2 separate regions of the Zea mays genome follow, and region 2 is linked to region 1. A link is a contact called in public Hi-C data. All regions are on one chromosome and are shown on one strand. The core of a region is the stretch at or near the end of the contact, and the rest is flanking DNA. Distances in the headings are between cores, read along the strand shown.

The links. A called contact is a pair of places that touch in the nucleus more often than the background predicts.
Region 2: a contact with region 1 is called in a Hi-C map of ear, with 2.8 times the contacts expected there. The contact joins the promoter of LOC100192754 here to the promoter of LOC100279181 in region 1. A contact is called at or near these places in 2 of 25 Hi-C or Micro-C datasets (ear and tassel).

The regions. Positions count from the first base shown.
Region 1 is chr1:206,022,027-206,024,726 of Zm-B73-REFERENCE-NAM-5.0, reverse strand. It overlaps LOC100279181, which reads right to left and starts at 1,379. Exons shown (of 5, transcript NM_001373979.1): 1 at 569-1,379; 2 at 1-373. The coding sequence starts at 973.
Region 2 is chr1:206,311,116-206,313,943 of Zm-B73-REFERENCE-NAM-5.0, reverse strand. It overlaps LOC100192754 (7-hydroxymethyl chlorophyll a reductase chloroplastic), which reads right to left and starts at 1,544. Exons shown (of 17, transcript NM_001137952.1): 1 at 1,287-1,544; 2 at 1,095-1,179; 3 at 507-615; 4 at 169-253; 5 at 29-70. The coding sequence starts at 1,498.

The DNA of each region.
Region 1 (2,700 bases), core at 130-2,629:
CGCGCGCGGCGGCGGCGGCGGCGGCGGCGGCGGCGGCGGCCTTCCGGTGCCTCCTCTTGCGGCCGAAGCGGGAGACGGATCCGGCGCGCAGCACGTCCTCGGCGCTCGTCCGCCGGATGGCCACCGTGCCCCGGGGACAGTGCCCGCCGTGGTGCCACGTCTGCCACGCGCCCCGCCTGCTGTCCTTGCCTGCGCCGCTGCCGCTGCCGCTCCCGCTCCCGTTCGTCGCAGAGCCAGACGGGAAGGAGAGCGCGCCGCCGCCCCTCGGCGCCTCGGGCGGCTCCGTCTGGACGGCGTGCGCCCTGAGGAGCGGGTGGTCCAGGCCGTGCTGCTCGTGCGCCGCCACGCAGTCGATGGTGTCGCCGTCCTGGCTCTGAAACAAACGATAGCCGACGACCCCCCACCGTCCATCAGCCATGCATGTATGTATGTATGCGTGGTCGTCAACCGGGAGACAGACAGAAAAACGAAAAACAAAAACACAGTTGTTGTCGCTTCATCCATGGATGGATCGTTGGAATAACCGATCGATTGGTTCGGCCTCCCCGCGCTGTTGTCGTGTTCTTACCCGGATGGAGCGCACGGGGGTCTTGTTGATCCTCTCCACGTGGCTGCGGATCCTCGCCATCCTGCGGGGCGACACCGGGACCCCTGCCACGAGAGGAGGGCGAGGGAGGACGAGGAGGAGCGCGAGCGCGACGAGGAGCGCCGTCAGCTTGTGCTGGGTGCCGAGATGGACGGCCGCCGCCGGCGCGCAGGCAGACGAGGCGGCGGCGCTTGAGCAGCTAGAGAACGCGCGCGGTGTTCTTGCCACGAGGCTGCCGCTTCCGCCGCCGCCACCGGGGCTAGAGGAGCCGCACTGACACTGACCTTGAGCGGCGCCGGCAGCAGGTCTCGATGAGCAGCATGCCGCCAGCCTCCTCCGCCGCCGCCGCCGCCGCTTCTTCTTCCTGCTGTCCGCCGAGGGCTGCATTTGCCGTAACTGGTCACTAAAATTGAGCAGGCTGAACCGTTGGACAAGGGGGCTGGGAGAGACGGGAGAGAAGAGTAGAAGATGGCCCTCTGCTAGTCAGCTCAGCTCGGCTCAAGATGTAAAGGTTTTAAGATGAGCATCTGACGACAGATAGACGATGAGCACCAGAGTGTTTGTGAGTGAGTGAGGGCATTCGATGTTGACCACCACCCTCACCTACCGAGCTGGCCATGCCTTGAATTCTATTTCAGCAGAGAACCAGCCGCTTGCAATGCTGGCGCTCCCTCACCACGAGGACGCTGGGCGCACACTCTGCTCTGCTGCCACAGTCTGCGCTGCGCTGCGCTGTCATGATGAGGTGTGCAGCTCAGGCTCAGGGTCGCCCCTCTCTCCCTTGCTCAATTTAATGTGTCTCCTGCTCCTCTTCCTCTACTACTTCTTCCTCCGTAGTCCGCCCCTATGGATGCGTATGAGTATGAGCTAGCAGGCTTTGTAGACTGTATCTACCGTCATGTCATCTACGTACCTCGCGCTCGCCGCACAGAGTCGTCCATTCCTGTCTCTGTGCATGTGTGTGTGTGTGGTGTGTGTGATACCGACGGCAGACCAAACGAACGGCAGAGACGACGACACACACCATGCATGCGACGGAGGAACTGAACTGAACTGAAGGTGCTGTTCCTTATTGTTTCTTCCGTTCCATTATTCCACTGCACGCGACGGCGACGCGCGCACCCGCTCTCTCGGCTTCCAATTCCAATGCACGCGGCTAGAGCTCTCAGCTCGGCACGTCAAACAAAAGACACCCCAGATTCCAGAACGTATCGCATCACAAGCAGAGCAGACTTGCCTTCACCGCTCATCAGATCAGCTGGCCTAGCTCGTCCGATCTACATCCATCCATAAACTAACTAATAATCGCGTGTGGATGCTTCTAACACAGTCCACTGCCCCGCCTTGGCCTTGCACCAAAGCCAAGCAAGAGCGTGTGCGCACATGAGGGTGCACATGCATGTGATGCGATGCCAAGCCCTCTCATCTGCCAGATGTATATGTATATATACTTGGTCAACTCAAGCGATGTGATGCTTAATTTGGACTTATAAATTTCATCAAACATATCCTTTTAAACAGGGTTATATGGAAATACTCTCCGTGTTGGGGAAAAAAAAGAATCTACAAGGAATTCATGTCTGACCAGGTTTCTGGTAAATAGTATTCATATTTATGGCTTTAAACTGATCTATTGTGCTAATACATTTCGTAATTAATCTAATGGTATGTATTTGCTAAAGGTGGTGTTTTTCCTGCCACATCATCTCGTATTCTGGATTCTGTAGCGAACAAATCCCTCAAGTTGTGATTGCATATAGCCATTTCAAATGTGGCTCCAAATAGCAAAGTTATAGCTCTGTGATTCTGTCTACTTTATATCTGTGTCACACAAAAACTGAATCTGGTTATTCTCTTCCCTTTGCACTGCTACTGCTTCTGAGGCTGATCTTTGTTTATGGGACAATCCAGTGCAGGCAAGCCAAAGAAAAAAATAAATCCCTGTGTTTAATCGATGCCGCAAAAGAGAGAGAGAGAGAGAGAGAGAGAGAGAGAGAGAGAGAGAGAGATGAGCTTCTTTGTTTTGCACCCTATGTTGTTTACTGCACAAAGTTTCCTCATGTAAGTTGTTCTGTTGCAAAAGAGCGCAGCTGCTAAATTCTACCCCGACCAAT
Region 2 (2,828 bases), core at 295-2,794, 290 kb before region 1:
ATTCTGAAAGCCATCAGTTTCACAATACCTGGCCAAAACAGGTCTTGGAGCAAGCCTGTCGTCAGGATCACTGCAGAGGGGGTAAAAAACATTATTTGAATCCATGTGGTAATGCTTGTGCATAGCACTGAGAAAGAATGATGTGGCATTTGATTCTTGTTTGGGTGCCTTTGTACACAAACCACAGCATCAACCATGTTTGCTTTCAGCATCTCGACAGCGATTGTTGTCACTATTCCCGTCCACTGGGCTCCTGTTGCATGTGAGGCACATATATGTTACAGGGTACAAAACATAAGTCGTCAGGGTACAGTTTTGTCTAACAAAGGTTTGTTGAGTATATCAAGATAGTGTAGGAAATAAGATGCAACATTCGAGGTGTATGTGGTTTCGGTTTGTTATGGAAGGGCAGTGAACAAGACTGGTATATTGCATATGTGTGCTTCCTTAGATGGATGCAGGCGGTTGTTGAAGGATAAGAACAACTTGTAAAAGGTAATTAGTACCTTCAACAGGTTCGGTCTTCCTGGCATACAAGAGTTGGTCATAGACTCCAAAGTACATTTCATCCATGCCTTCCTTCCGGCCTCTCCCGTGGACTTGTCGCTCAAGATCCTAAATATAGTGAGGAGAGTGTTGGCATCTGTAAATTTGTGTCAACTTTTTTTAGGAAACAGGAGAGTTCCCCGCTTTATTTCACTGAAACAAAGTGTAGAATTCATGTCGAGCATTACTACTCCCTCGGTCTAAATTATAGTTCACTTTAGCTTTATTCTAAATCAAAACTTCTTTTAACTTTGACTTGACCTAAGTATTTTATAAAAAAATATACTCCCTCTGTATATGTTCAAATAAACTATCAAGACATTTTTCACGAAGAAATTGATGAAATCATTTTGATATTGTAGATGGTCTCTATGAACTTGGTCAGAGTTAGAAAAGTTGAACTATAACTTTCGACGGAGGGAGTAACTGCGTGCAGCACTGCAGCCCATGGCTTGATCAAACATCAGACGATCATTTTTGTTTTCATTCAGCAAACTGTTTGAGCCGTTCTAGGCAGGTGATGTGATGCGAAGATGAAGGGAGGTGACCTCGACACGGGACATGCCGTCTCCCAGGAAGGCACAGGCAGTCTTGACATGCGCAACGTAGTATGTGTCGCAGAGCCCACAACGGCTTGAATCGCCATACGAGTAGAAATAGGAACAGAGGTAAGCATCGCATATTCGCATCACATAAACACACAAACAAACAAAGAAATGCGCAGCACAGCAGGCATATACCTGCAGTGGTCCTTGGCAGGGTAGACGGCGCCAGGAGGGATGGGCTTGGATTTCTGCCTCCAGTCCTCCCTGACCGCCTTGGCCCTGATCTTGCGCGTTCTCTCGGACCTGGAGGACGAGGAGGAGGCGAGGGAGGGTCGGCGGAGTCCAGGAGACGAGGACGAGGGCGACGAGGCGTGCAAGCAAAGGGAGAGGGAGGTGCTGGAGGCCATGGTGGCGGAGATCGTCTCACCTCAGTACCTCACCGGTGATAAGACGGAGGATCGAGTGGAGATGGAGGAGTCATGCCTTGAGCCTTTAAGAGAAACTACTGTTACTGGGCCACCTCATGAATTTCGGCTCATGTCCACCCTTTGAGGAAAATTCGGAGCCTGCAAAATGTCCACCCATCGATGCATAGTGCATCTTTTTGGTTTTCATATTTAAAAATATTCAAAATTCAACACTATACCCCGGATAAAAAGTTAACAGAAATTATGCCGCCCATATATGTATTTTTTTACTTCGTAGTCCCTCCTTTTGGTGGGACGACGATCCGTACTCTTAGATTGTCTTCAACACCTTACTCATCATATCTCATATCTCAACCGCTATTTTAAACTTAACTCTTATAAACAGTAGTATACAATATAAAATAATTTTTTACGCGATCATATATATGACTAGGTTCATGCCCATGCGTTGCTACGAAAGTAAAAAAAATAGTATAAAACATAGATACGAAACGATAAACAACATTATGATATGCAAAATCTATGTGGCAAAATATCACTGTAAAACTATTATATTGGCGAGATAAATATGTAATCTTATTATAGCTAATTGCACGTGCGTTGTTACGGTTTCTATATATCAAACAATTAGACTTTATTTTAACAAATCACGAAAACATGTGGGTTCTGTTGGTTAGATGAAGGTGGATGTACAACAAACAAATATTCAAACCACTACCTATTGATAGACTTTGTTTTACAAAACACAAAATATATATCTTCTGTTGGTTAGATGGGTGTGGATGTAAATCCAATAAAGGCCCAAACTACTATTTATGTGTAATTGTACCTAATTTTTGCATAAAGTAGTAATTTTATCTAATTTTTTCATAAAGTGGTAAAGATGACCACTATTTATGTGTAATTGTACCTAATTTTTGCATAAAGTAGTAATTTTATCTAATTTGTTCATAAAGTGGTAAAGATGATCTACGTTGAAACCAGAAAAACTAAGCATTCTTTTTTGCCTTAGCAGAATCTATCAGCACACATCACGCGATTCCAGTCCACCACGTATATATGGAGCAATAGCTTGCCAGTGAACTCATCTCTCGCATGTTATTTCACTCTTCAGTTTAAAATCTGATAGATTGTTTGAGCTAACTCGAGCTCTGCTTCAGATGTTTTGTAGTTAAAATCTGACACGAGACATATATCATATGCAATGGGCACAGATTCTGAATCCTTCCATGTGTTACACATTCTCACAGCGAAGCACAAAACACATGATGTACAATGCACACAGATCTCCCAGGTAGCTAATGACTGC